2 separate regions of the Rattus norvegicus genome follow, and region 1 is linked to region 2. The links are chromatin contacts, called in public Hi-C maps. All regions are on one chromosome and are shown on one strand. The core of a region is the stretch at or near the end of the contact, and the rest is flanking DNA. Distances in the headings are between cores, read along the strand shown.

Evidence for each region. A called contact is a pair of places that touch in the nucleus more often than the background predicts.
Region 1: a Hi-C map of prefrontal cortex shows a contact between it and region 2, with 3 times the contacts expected there. The contact joins the promoter of Llgl2 here to the promoter of Nt5c in region 2. A contact is called at or near these places in 4 of 12 Hi-C or Micro-C datasets (frontal cortex, mammary epithelial cells, prefrontal cortex and 1 more).

Annotation. Positions count from the first base shown.
Region 1 is chr10:101,548,594-101,555,529 of GRCr8, reverse strand. Llgl2 (LLGL scribble cell polarity complex component 2) reads right to left here and starts at 5,187. Exons shown (of 26, transcript NM_001127549.1): 1 at 5,048-5,187. Tsen54 (tRNA splicing endonuclease subunit 54) reads right to left here. Exons shown (of 11, transcript NM_001109576.1): 11 at 6,508-6,936. The coding sequence ends at 6,850.
Region 2 is chr10:101,237,829-101,244,915 of GRCr8, reverse strand. Nt5c (5', 3'-nucleotidase, cytosolic) reads left to right here and starts at 4,409. Exons shown (of 5, transcript NM_001271189.1): 1 at 4,409-4,606; 2 at 5,390-5,490; 3 at 5,564-5,624; 4 at 5,807-5,921; 5 at 6,031-6,364. The coding sequence starts at 4,427. The coding sequence ends at 6,176. It overlaps Armc7 (armadillo repeat containing 7), which reads right to left. Exons shown (of 3, transcript NM_001127522.1): 3 at 6,319-7,087. Jpt1 (Jupiter microtubule associated homolog 1) reads left to right here. Exons shown (of 5, transcript NM_001005876.1): 5 at 548-1,488. The coding sequence ends at 696.

The sequences.
Region 1 (6,936 bases), core at 3,938-6,437, 310 kb before region 2:
TTTCTGCCCCACCTCCAAAGGGTTACACACTGGCCTTTCCATGCTTCCATCCCAACAGGGAACAGTGAACTCTGGGGAGAGAGCGACTGCTCAGGGGTAGCCCTGTGTCTCATGGCAGATCTGACCCCGCCTGGGTAGGAGGAAATCTCCAGGTTAAACAGCTCAGACTGGGTGCCTCAGCTAATCTGTTCCCCATGCAAACAAAGTGTGGCCAAGCTGTGTCTATCTGTCCTGGAGCTGTGGGTAGGACAGTCCTCTAGAAGAAAGGCCTTAAATAGCTCAGGCAGTTACCCTATCTGCTGGGATGTCCTCACACTGCCGTGTGCTCTGTGTCGGCCTAAGGGACAGGAGGTGCTCGAACCCTGCCCCGTTACCCTCCTGCTCAAGGAGTACAATTGTGGAATCTAAGCTCTCATCTGACCCCTTTGCTTGGGCTTCCCACAATGTCACTGATCTAGCGGCGGCCCCCTCCCTTCCCCAACATCCTGAGGCCAGTGCCTGTGTGGCTTTAGCCTCCTGAGTGGCGGATGTAAGACCACCCCTGCACCTCCCACAGCTCGACTGACAGGGCAGGGCCCTAAGACACCACGGCAGCTGCTTTTGTCTGTGCCAACTCGGATGTCCATGGCTACTTTGCAAAGGTCCCCTGGCAGGTCTGACTGACCAGCAAACTCCAAATAAAGGATACTTTTCAGGCAGATGGGACCTAGGAGGTCATGGGGCTGAGTGGGGTGGCTGTTGTCAGGTCAAGAAAGGGGGAGAGCTAGCTATGGCTAGATACTACCAAGCCCCGCCCCTCTAGTTTGTTTGGTTCCTGCAATTACTGACACACTACTGACTTGGAATTGTATCGGGTTCCAAACATTAGGAGCCCGAGTCCTAATCCATCTGACTCTAGAATTATCTGCTCACTCTCAGCTACTTTTTCAGGGTCCTGGGGATAGGAAGTCGGGGGTAGGGTGAGCCTAGGCTTAGCCTCCAGTCCTACCTTCATTTTACCTGGTCCCACAACCCCTAGAGGAGCCTAGGATCTTTTAGTGCCCATAAAGGAGCCCCTGAAAGCGTGGGAAGCCTAAACCCAAAATCTCCCAGATGCCCACCCACTTAACCCTCTTTTGCCATCTAAAACCAGGCTCCCCACACATGCAGTAAGTAAAATGCACCAGAAACAGACAAGCAACTTGACTGGGTTACCCGGCCCCAGGCCAACCTCATCCTAGGACCTCCTGCCAGTCCTTAAACACCATTGTCCCCAGCAGTTAGTGACAGGAAGAGGGGACCATGCCAGTCTCATCCAGTTGTATTCCCAATGAGGCACTCCAATTTTACTCTCAGAATTCTCTTGCCTTCTCAAGTCTTTCGCTCCCCTCTTGGCAAGTCTAACCTTGTAAAGCGGCGTCCAGCTCTACCCCATGACGGCACATCCCGACCGCTTCTTTGGTTCTTCCTACCCTACAACTGGTGTCATCTGCTAATGTGTGATCATAAGCTATGTTTGCTTCCTGTCACGCATGATCTCCTGCCCTTTGGAAAGGAAGAAAACACCACAAGAGAGATCTTGCTTTAAGGCTACCTCCAACGCCCAGGATCAAGATACAACGAGAACCTTCTGTTCAACCAACGATTAGATAGCCATGGTCTTCTCTAGTCACTGACCTTAAAGACGCTGAAGTGGAACCTACAGGGTCCTACGAGAACACTCGTGTCCTGCTCTCAAGACTCGGATAAAGGCCACTCAGACGTCAGAGACAGCATCCTCCGAGGTAACTTTGCAGGCCCTGTCACAGACTGTGGCTTTGGGATTTCCAACTCCTCGACAAGATCCCAGAATAATATTATTAAATATGAAATACTATTTGCCCTGAGAATCCAAAGCCAAGTCCCTCAAGAGATGGCTCTAGTCTTTTGCTGAATTCCTAAAGGGTAGAGTCAGGTACCTCTTGGCTTCCCTGTCCCCACGCCCACAGGAGCCTCTCCTAGCTCAAGAATTCCTCATGGTTCCTGGGAAGGGCAAGTGACTCTTCAAAGGACCAGTTTCCTCTGAGGCAGTGCAGATGGAGAAAACCATCTCAAAGAAAGCTGGGCACAGCTACAGAGCGGAGACTTGGGAGGACAGGCGGTACAGGTGGCTGATGGGCAACGCCCATGTCCTCCCCATCTCCTGCCTAAATTGTACCTGGGCTGAGGGAAACAAAAGTTGCCAAGCAGACCTGGCATGCCCCAGCATAGGAGGCGGGAGAGAGTGCTATCACCGAGGGAGATAAGAGGGCCTCCCGGAACCAGAGTGGGGGGCCAGTGCAGCTCTGAGGAGCCACCTTGCTGAGGCTGCGCCAGTTCCCCAGCCTCCAGTAGTGCACATCTCAGGTGTCTCAACAGCTGCTCCTGGCTGTCTTGGAAAACAAGGAAGCTAAGGCCCCAGAGGGTCTGTCAGACCCACTCAGGTTCTTCTACAGGATACCAAGTGGCTACCAGCCAAAGGCAAAGACTCCAGACTTTCCCTGGACTCCTTTTTCTTCCCGGGCAGGCAGGAGTGGGGAGACCTCCAAGTGTGACTGGGCTTGTTTGAAAAAGGGCAGAGCTGAACAGCAATGCCTCACTTTCCTGCCCTACCCCTATACAGGGTGTAGAGTGGACAGAGTAAGCCTGGGGTGGAGAGCAGAAACAGATCAGGTTCTATACTCAGAAGACACAGACAGACAGACAGACAGACAGACAGACAGACAGGTCTCTTAACCTTTAACCCCGGCTGGCTTTCCCAAAGAGTAAGGGAATTTTCAAGTGACAGGGAAAGGCTAGAAGAGGCAATACCCCTTCCGTACCCCAGGCATGGCCCCATGATACAATTCTGATCTTCAGCTTCAGTGACTTCAAAAGGTCACAAAATCATGAGCACTGATTTTGCAAGTTCCCTCAGCCGGCCAGGTGCCTACCTAAAAGCCAACACGAGGCTAATTGGGCCCGTTTTACGCTTCTAGGAAAATGAACAAATTCTGCAGTGTGGATGCCTGCTATGTACTAGGTCATCTGAGCTCAGGATTTCATGTTCTCAGCAACTCTGGGAAACCAGGGCCCAGAGTGGTTAAGCGAAAGACCTCAGGCTATTGAAGCAAGAACTAGAAGGTAGGATTCATAGTCATCTGATGCCTGGGATGAGGTACTGTGTGAAGAAAAGACAGCAGGCAAAAGGGAGAATCCTTTTCTGCCTCGCTTCCCACCTTCTGAACGCGTTTGTTTTCATAACTATAGATTTCCACTGCCTCTTGTTTTTTGAAAAAGGGTCTTGGGGCTGGGGAGATGGCTCAACAGTTAAGACCGTTTGCAACTTTTCCGGACGACTCAAGTTCCGTTCCCACCACATAAAATGCCTGTGGCTCTGATGCCTTCGGTTTCTGGAGGTACCTGCACTCATGTGGCGTACACTCGAATGCACACAGGAATTTAAAATAAGAACAAGAGGCCTGTTTGGCTTCCCAGTTTGTAGCCATCTTCCTGCCTCAGTCTCAGGAGTGCTGGGGTTATAGGCGTGAACCACACACCTAGCTCCATGTCTTAACGAACAGGGATTATTTGAGCCTTCCCTTTATTTATTTTTTCTGGTACTGTTTATTGAAGGTTATTTTATAGCTGGCATCAGGTAAGGGCACCTGGCGCCAAGCCGGAGTTCAGCCTCAAGGCCTTATGGTGGAAGGAGAGCACTTCCCCCATCTTGTCCTCTGGCCTACACAAACACACACACCGTCACATGCACATCCCCCCCCACACACACACACCCAGGCACACACAAAAAATAAAATTTAGATGTAATAAAAGGGACTAAATTTTGTTTTGCTTTTTGACACAGGGTTGGCCTCGAACTCGGGAGATCTGCCTGCCCCTGCCTGGCTGAGACTAAATCGTTTAATATGATTAAAATTATAGGGCTGGGGATTTAGCTCAGTGGTAGAGCGCTTACCTAGGAAGTGCAAGGCCCTGGGTTTGGTCCCCAGCTCCGAAAAAAAAGAACCAAAAAAAAAAAAAAAAATTATACCAATCTGTCACTGAAGAGGAGCTGCTGCTGCCTGAAGGAAGAGCAGAGATGCAAAATATCCTAAGGACCTGGAAATGCTCTCCAGGGAACTGGTCCAAGCTGCTCAGAGGACAGAAAGAGCTTGGTTGGAGAGCTATCAAAAATTCTGTGTGCATATGACTCAAGAAAACTACCTGAGCCATGCGAGGGAGGGGAGGAAGTAGCAATTTAGCTCAGTTTTAATCCCAGCACTTGGGAGGCAGAGGCAAGGTGGATCTCTGTGAGTTCGATGCCAGCCTAGTCTACAGAGTAAGTTCCAGGACATCCAGGGCTACAGAGAAACCCTGTTTGAATGAATTGATCAACCAATAAATACATAAATAAAAATTTAAGGAGAAAAAAATTACCCGACACATTTGTTGAGACATCTTTTCCTCCATCCTCCTGCCAATCTGCTCTGATCTCCTCCCAAAGCCACTCTAACTTTGCCTTCTTTTAGGCAGGCCACAGCGCAGCTCGGTTCTTCCCACAAACATTTCCTTGTTACCCTGACACATCTAGCTCAGAACGGACTTTAACACAGAATCTCTAGAGGCTACATCGACTTAAGGGTCCCCGTGGGAAGGGACGCGGTACCGAAGCCCCGCCCCTCCTTACCGGAAGTTCACCTGTTTCAGGTGAAAACCCTTTAAGAGCTACAGCGCGGTCACCCCAGTTAGGGCCACTTCCCACAGCTAAGGCCCAGTGTCCAACCGTCCAAACCGAGCGAAAGCAAAGCACACTTTCCTTGGCAAGAATTTTCCACTCTTTGACAAGTTCCACAGTGTAACACCCACCCATCAACGTGCAAAATAGACTGGGTTTCAATACCATTGCCTAAAGGTGTTCAGAGCCGCTCCGGGGATATAAAGGCCCCCCTTTCTACGAGAGAACCAAGTCCCACCCGCGGACTTCCTGAGTCGGAGGATTAGGAGGCACAAGGGCGGGCAGGGAGAGCGCCCAGATGGCAGAGGTAAGAGCTAAGCCGCCAAGGTAACCCACCCCAGACGCCGCTGGCGACGCCGGGTCACAGGAAGCCGGGTCGTCGGGTTCTGCGTCGAGGCCCCTCGCACAAGGGTCCCGGAACGGTGTCTCTGCTCACTGTGTCCCCCCCCGCACCCAGCCACGCCAGACACCTGTTCCCTGCTCCCGAAAGTCAACACGATTGTGCAAACCCGAGTCCCAAGTTTGGTAATCCGGGGGGCGGAACAGGAAAAGACAAGTTCTCAGCGCCACTTTCTACAGGTGTCTTTCTCCGGGACGAGCCAAACCTTGGAGATCTGGGCGAGCAGGGCAGACCTGGGCGCTGCCCTCTCCGACCCGCCTGAGAAACCTTAGGGACTCGGATCCTCGCGGGCCGCGCCGCCCCTAGTGGTCCGCACCCCATAAAGTCCTGTAAAGCCAGGTGGGCTCACCTGCAATCCCGGGCCGGGCCCTGCCCGAGGCCTCGGCGTCCCTCAGCGACCGTCACCCACCACTTCGGTTCCCTGCTCCGGCCCACGGGCTGCAGGGCGGCCGTCTGCTTCCTGCTCACCTCCGGCGCGGCGAGCGGGGGGAGGCGGAGCCGCCACGATTTACATACAGGGCGAGCCTACCGAGCCCTCGCCCCGCCCCGCCCCCGCCTCCTAGGCCGAGCGGACTGGGCGGGAGCGCATCCTGGGAGTCTTCGAGGGCGGGGGCCGCTCTCCAGCCAATCGCGGCCCCAGTAACGAGGGGCGGGGCAGCGGTGAGAAGCCGCACCTAGCGCAGCGTGCCGGACCCCGCCTTCACCTGTGCGCACCTGGTCACAGGACTGCTCACAGCTCTAGGTGTCCCACCGCCCCTGGGAAGAGGAAATAGTCCCTGAGTGCTCTCCAGGATGGACGCGACTTCGTGGAGGCAGTGGACTTAAAAACGCCAATAGTCAAGCAAGAGAGCGTGGGGCAGGACTTCACTCCCCTCCCGCGGCTGTCTAGTGAGGGGCATAGGTAGGCGGGATTCTCAAGAGAGCTTTCCATATAAATATAATGACCAGCAGAGGCAGGTTTCAGACCCATGAGTAGCGTGGTATGGGAACGAAGACATAATGACGAACTCCGTAACCACTACTCAAAGACCCCCGACTTGTGCCTTCAGAAGGGACGCTGGAGCCTGAGGTCCAAGGGGGTGGGAGGGGAACAGTCTGTAGCCAGGATAGTTTTTAGTTCAAGCTAAGAAGGCGGGGCTAACCTAACTGTGGATGGACCCTCAGTGTGGCTGGGGTACAATCCAACCGACTCAGGACGCTCAGCCACCCTCCTGACACCACCCAGGGCAGGACCAACAGATTGGACTCTTGTCTCATTGGTATTCTTCAGAAGTCCATCAACTCCGTGTTCAAAGTCCTGGGCATGTTCTCCCATGGTCCGCCAGGGTTCTCCTCCCCAACAATGGACGAAGCAGGAATGGAGGGGAGGGGTAGTCCAATAAGCATATTCAACCACAGCAGAAAATATTTTTTTTAATGGCTTTGGCTTTATGGCACGAAGCAGGCACCCCCTTGAATAAAGGCACAGAGTCTCCTCTTCTACCCCAACTCCTGGGCCTCTGAAAACAACTCCTGAGTTCCAAGGGGCGGTCACTGCCAGGTAGCACTTCCAGGCAGTGGGCTTGAAAGCACAATAACCAGGCAAGAGGGCGTGCTCTTCTTCCCTACAAACAGAAGACACCTAGGACCATAGATCCCAGTGGCCAGGTCCAGGTGAGTCCTGTATGAGAGACAGCCGACACGGTCCCTGAGAGCAGTCCAGGCCCCACCCCGGAGAAAGCCATTCCCAGAGCTGTGTTCAGTGCCCCAGATCCTGGGGCAGTGTGAAGTCTCTGAAGCTGTAGAAGGAAATGTCACCATGATCCACCAGAGCAAAGATCAGGGG
Region 2 (7,087 bases), core at 3,160-5,659:
CTGACTAAGAGAGGCTGCTGTGCCAGCTCCTGGATCTGAGCAGGGCCACATCCTCCTGTGACCCAGTGCCATGGAAGGTGGACACAGGATCTGTGAGAGACCCATCCAAAAGCAATAAGGCCAAGAGCCTTGGTACAGACACCATCATGCTCTGGCCTCCACGTGCACAGAGGAGTGCAGACAGTCTGTTCATATATTTTACTTATTGTTCCTTTTTTTTTTTTTTTTTGGTTCTTTTTTTCGGAGCTGGGGATCGAACCCAGGGCCTTGCGCTTTTATTGTTCATTTTTAGAAAAGATGTCCGCCTGTAACCCTGGTTGGCTTCAAACATACTATATAGCAAGGTATGACCTTGAACTCCTGATTCTCCTGCCTCTACCACATGTACCACATGGAATTAGGGCACGTATTACCACCCCTGGCCTGTTTGTATACATTTGAAAACCATAGGTGCACAGAACCATAGGCAACACACTGGCGGGTCCCATTTCTGGGTACAAACCTTTTTGTCTGCATGTTTGAACCATTTCGAAACTTTGTCTTCTAGAAAATGTGGACACAGACTTCCAAGCCAGCCTGGCACAGGTGGAAGAGAAGCCGGTGCCCGCTGCTCCTGTGCCCAGCCCAGTGGCTCCGGCCCCAGCGCCATCCAGGAGAAACCCCCCTGGCGGCAAGTCCAGCCTGGTCTTGGGTTAGCTTCTTCTGTTGGAACTCTGTCCTTCTGTCTGTTTGTTTCTTCCATGCTTGTGAACTGCACAACGTGAGCCTGACTGTACATCTTTTGGATTTGTTTCATTAAAAAAGAAGCACTTTATGTACTGCTGTCTTTTTTCCCCCCTTTCTCTCTTCCTCTCTTGTGTCTGTCTGACTCCTAGGTCTGTGGGCCGCGGCATGAGTGTGTTTTAGTAGTAGACCGGAGTAGTAGCCTGTTCTTAAGAACAGATGATCTGGTTCCTGATGTGTAGAGACTTGTGTACCAGGGATTTTGACGCTGTACTTGGCTTACTGTGGGGCAGACAGCAGCCACAGGCCCTGCCCTGCAGCCCCTGCTCCCAGCTGTCCCCAGGGCAGCGCTCTGCTCTCCTTGCTGTTGCCCCACCATACATCGGTGTCCTTTGCACAGTGCATGGTCCTGTGCCATATGGAATGATCAAAGTGGCCATACCTCACATCCCACTGCCTGCAAAGCAGAGGAAGCCAATGGCCACTGTGACTGGCCGGCCGTGGGCAGAGCCACCAGTGCAGAGGATGGCTTCAGGTATACAAGCAAGCTGCCTGGAATTGCAAGGTGAAGCCACAAGGGAGGCCGTCCCCGAGTGGGGCTGTAGGGCCCACAGGGACTCCTAATGAAAGAAGTCTGCCATGTGCATGACGCTGGAAGAACTCTGCCATGTGCATGACGCTGGTGCTTGACCATGAAGAAAGTCGCATCCCTGTACTTCTTAGTCCTGGACTGTTGCTTAAAGTAAACAATACCCAACTTTTGAAGCACTGTGTTTTGTCTCTTTTTTTTTTTTTTTTGGTAGAGGGTGTGTGTGTGTGTGTGTGTGAGAGAGAGAGAGAGAGAGACACACACACACACACACACACACACACACACACACACACACACACACACACACAGACCGTGTCTATGTAGCTGAAGCTGCCCTTAGATTCCTGACTCCACCTTCAAGTGCGGTGTTATAGGTATGCGCCACCGTGTATGCAGTGCTAGGAATGGAACCGACCGACTGAGGGTTTCTGAGCGTTTCCTGCAGGACAGTGGGTTGCATTCCAGTCCTGTCTTTCTGGCAATGTTTTGAATGTCCTTCCTGCACCTTTCCTTTCCTAGAAACTGCCACCTAACGACATTTGGTAATTTAATAAAGCATTCAGAGTTGAGCCAGTGTGGCTGGAGAGGTGGCTCAGTGGTTAAGAGCACCTGGGAATCTCTTCCAGAGAATCTGAGTTCAAGTCCCAGCACCCAGGTGGCTCACTTCTGCCTGCAGTCCAGCAGGAGGCCCAGATGGGATCCCCCTCCCTCTGCTACACCCTCTCCCACATACATAGCAGATACTCAAAAAGACACAATGACACTGTTAGCATTCCACAGGCTGTGTGTAGTACATAGCTGGCCAGAGTGGGCCTTTGTACCTCTGATCCTTGTGTAGGGCCAGACCCACATTTAAGTCTGTCTTGGAGCCGGGCCAGATGTAGGATGCCCTGACTTTGAACCCCTGCAGCCAGTCTTCTGTGTGTGGAGATCCTTTCTGTTCCCTTGTCACCTTCACTGTCATCCATCCCATCTGCTCTCACCCCCAGTGCCAAGGTAGGTTTAGGTTTCTACCTTGAGATCCACAATGGCTAATGCTCAACAATGCAGGCTGCAGAGGGAGATTCTGCATGACTACACAGGCTGCCCCACCAACTGAGGTGGCGGATGGACAGGAAGGTTCAGATCAACTGTCACAATGTCATGTGATTTCCAGATCTTGATTTAAGACCTGGCTGTAGGTCCACTTGTGTTTCTGACAGGCTGGGTTCCCTTGCCTATGGACACTGTAGTCCTATACATAACATATTTTAAAAAAGATAACTAGGTTCTAAAGCATTTTACATGTTTGATTAACAGCTGTAGCCTACAATCATTTCTGTGTATTGTAACAGGCTAGCCTCCTGAGTAGGGCCATGGCTTTTAAAGGCCTGAATTTCTCATGTGAATCTCACAGGAAGTAAACCTGTACCCATCTTTCTCAGCCTCTTAGCAAGGGTGGGGCTCCCGAGAAGGGAGTTCCCTAGTTGGTGTTCTAAGTTGATAGTTGGTCTTCACTTTATTACAGAGAGAAGCACCGGGTGGCAGGTGTTCTGGGGGTGTGGAGGTTCAGCCAACATCAGAAGTAATGGAGCAGATTTTAGGGGGCTGTCTGGAAACATTTGCAGGAGGGGGTTTAGCACCCCAAGTTAGAAAATTTGTAAAGTCACATCTTCAAACCTCTTTAAACAGGGTAAGTGTGTTTGGAAGATTGCTTAAGAACATTTGCTGGGCCAGCCGGTAGCACACTTTTAATCCCAGCATTCAGGAGGCAAAGGCAGGTGGGGCTCTTGTGAGGCGAGGCATAAACTCTTTTAAGATGTGGGGTGCTGTGGTACATGCATTTAATCCCAACACTTAAGGTGGGGGCAGGAGCATCTTGAGTTAGTGGCTAGCCAAGGTAGGTAGTGAATTTGAGGCAAACCCGAATGCCTGAAACACTGTTGCAAAAAAAAAAAAAAAAAAGGAGGGGGTGTCCAGGAGATGTTGGGGGGAAGTCTGGTAAACAGGATTAAAAATACATTGAATGCATGTATGGGGTTTGCAAAATACTTTTATATAAATTACAGAAGAGGCAGGAGAGAAACCTGCAGATAAGCAAACCTTTTATGTGAAAATTGGCTTGGCTTAGTGAAAATTCAGTCCCAAAGTAAGAACTTACCAGGATTTATTGTTTTACCAGTTTTGTTTGCTTTCTTGTGTTTTTTAAAATTTGTTTAAGTTGGGGGCGGGGGTCTTCACTCTGTAGCTCTGGCTGTCTTGGAACTCAGAGGTCTGCCTGCCTCTGCCTCTGCCTCCTGCGTGCTGGCTTTTCATTGAGGTGTCTGCTCTATCTTGCCATACTTCTGCCATGGTTTAGAAGTCATGTCATACAATGTGTAGCGGCGCCCACCTTTAAACCCCAGCACGTGGAAGGCAGAAGCAGGCAAATCTCTGGGAGTTTGAAGCCAGCCTGGTTCACATAGTTTCAGGACAGCCAGGGCTGTGTTGGAGAAACCGAGTCAGAAAAAAAGTCATTACATGAGGAAGACTAGCCACCAAGAGGGTTCACTCAAATCTGCATTTATAGGTTGATGTGATATCGCCATGGACTCTGAAATCTACAAGAACAGGTGTGGGGTGTGTGTGAACGGTTAACGTTTTCTAGAAGGACATAGAAGCTTTCGATTCTACAGGAGACCTGGGTTCCACGGAAAAAGTAATGGGCTCAGATTGAAAACAACTCTACTGTTTCAAACCAACTCTGGCTTATGAGTTCTGTCTCTTGAGAGCACAGCTCATGATCACAGTTGGCTTTAAGGGGTCCCTTCTCATCCTGTGAACTGGGACACTCATGATCTTGTCAGCTTCCAGCATGGACAAGCATGGGAGAGGCAGAGTGTGCATGCAGCGTGCGGAGCGGGTCCCCCATTGCAAAGTATTTCGGATCTTGGAGGTTATGGGAGAGGGATTCTGATGCTGCACAGGAGCTGTAGTCCCTCAAGGGACGCAATGTCTTCCTGGGTACCTAGTTGGTCACTCATGCAAATGATCAGAGTCGGGCCCGCCCACACCCTTGTCCCGGAAGCTTGTTTCCGGGTCTGGCATCCTCGGTGCTTGCTGCGGTGCTCCGCGGAGACCCCGGGCGTGGCAATGGCGGTGAAGCGGCCGGTGCGCGTGCTGGTGGACATGGACGGCGTGCTAGCTGACTTCGAGTCCGGCCTTCTGCAGGGTTTCCGCCGTCGCTTCCCCGGGGAACCGCATGTGCCGCTGGAACAGCGCCGGGGCTTCCTCGCCAGCGAGCAGTACGGAGCCCTGCGGCCGGACCTGGCGGTAGGAGACCCGACGGGGAACCTCTAGTTTTGAGCTCTCTTCGAGGCAGCTAAGCTGTGCGAATTCACAGTTCACCCCCGAACCAGAAAGCTTGACAGGGTACTCACACAACGCGCGCGTACGAACACGTACGAACACACACACGCACACACACACACACGCACGCGCACACACACACACACACACACACACACGGCTTGAAAGGGTACACACACACACACACACAGACAGGGTAAGCACACGAGCGCGGGCGCGCGCGCGGACAGACACAGGAACTGAGATCTGCAGAATCAGTTAAGCTGTGTGAATTCACAGTTCACCCCGAACCTGAAAGCTTGAAAGGGTACTCACACAACGCGCGCGTACGAACACGTACGAACACACACACGCACGCACACACACACACACACGCACGCGCACACACACACACTCACACACACGGCTTGAAAGGGTACACACACACACATACACACAGACAGGGTAAGCACACGAGCGCGGGCGCGCGCGCGGACAGACACAGGAACTGAGATCTGCAGAATCAGTTAAGCTGTGTGAATTCACAGTTCACCCCGAACCTGAAAGCTTGAAAGGGTACACACACGCCCCTCGCCCCCCGCCACACACACACACACACACACACACACACACACACTGGTACACATGCGCGCGCGCATACACCCAAACACACAGGAACCTAGATCTGCAGAATCTTTTGTGGGTCCTCTCTCTGGGGCTCCCCCTGCTGGAAGGCAGGAGCGGGACCAAGACCGATCTCTCTCTCAGGAAAAAGTGGCCAGTGTCTATGAAGCTCCGGGCTTTTTCCTAAACTTGGAGCCCATCCCTGGAGCCTTGGACGCTTTGCGAGAGATGAACGCCATGCAAGAGTAAGGAGGGTGAGGAGGGGGTGGCGGGAAGACGGCCAGTGCCCCAGGCCTAACTGCACCCCCTTCTCCGCAGCACCGATGTCTTCATCTGCACCACCCCACTGCGGAAGTACGACCACTGTGTGGGCGAGAAGGTGCTGGCGCCTGCGCAGATTTGGCTTTCCAATTTTGATTTAAAAAATACGCTTCAGAAACTGGGGGCTGGGTGAAAGGGGTTCCGTGCTTTTGAGGGCTTATCCCACTTAGCCCCCATGCCTTACTGATCTTGCATTTGGGGATCTACTAACCTTTTTTTTTATTTTTTCGATCTATACAGTACCGTTGGGTGGAGCAGAACCTGGGGCCACAGTTTGTGGAGCGGATTATCCTGACTAGGGACAAGACAGTGGTCATGGGAGACCTGCTCATTGATGACAAAGACAACATTCAAGGTTGGGTCTATTAACCTTGACCATCTCCAGGCGCCTGGCCTGCTGGGATTAAGGAGAGGAGTAAAAATAACCAGATTACAGACCGCACGTTCTGTCTTTACTGCCCCAGGCCTAGAGGAGACCCCAAGCTGGGAGCACATCTTGTTCACCTGCTGCCACAATCAGCACCTGGCCCTGCCCCCCACTAGGAGACGGCTGCTTTCCTGGAGTGATGACTGGAGGGGCATCATAGAGAGCAAGCGAGCCAGCCTGTGAAGGACGGGGAGGTGGGTCAGCAGGACCCTGCCTGGACAGGTGACTTTAATCAGGGAGCCACGGTAACTGCCACTTGAACAAACTGCCTTCCGGCCCCACCCATGAAATCTACACCCAGAAGGAACAAGGCTAGCACATAAATACAGTGAGAAAATCAGGTTTTTAATAAAAATAAAAACCAAACACAAGGCTTTGGTTCTTTGAAGATCCTTTTCCTAGGACAGGAGAGGGCTAGTGCCCAGGGGAGAGACAGCCACACTGGTAGTTCCCTCCCTTATGTCATCTAGTGACTGTAAGGACAACTCCCCCCCCCCAATCTCCTCCCTCTGGCTTTTCCTTGCCCATCTGAGGGAGACTATGCTGAGTGACCAGGGCCTCCATTTTTCCTAAACCCCAACTTCTTGTCAGGCCTACTCTTTTCACTTTTCCCCCTAGTTTCAATTTTTTCCTCTCAGTGGCAGAGGAGGGCAGGATCACCAGTTATAGGATTTGCTGTCCTTTAGACAGTATTGGGACCTTTGTGACAGGAACTCACTAGGTAGGCTAGACTCAGACTCATCGCTGTCCTCCCGCTTCTGTCTCTCAAGTGATCAGATTATAGGTTGGTTGAGCCACTGTGGTCCTCTGATATCTAGTATGGAGGTGTCTTTTCTGAAGGTCTGCATCCAAGTCCTAAGGGTTGACAGCACCTACTGGAGGCTCATGGCATCTGAGAGAATGGTAGGAAGCACGTTGGGATAGCCCACGAAGGGTTCATGTCCAGGGCTCCCACCCAAGTGTCAGAAGATCTGACCCACAGGCAAAGGGGGCCAGAACAACTCTTGAAGGGACAGGGATGCTACACTTAGCAGCTGGTAGGTACATGAGAGGTCACAGCCTGGTAAGAGGAGCTGAAGTCACTGTCTTGCTGT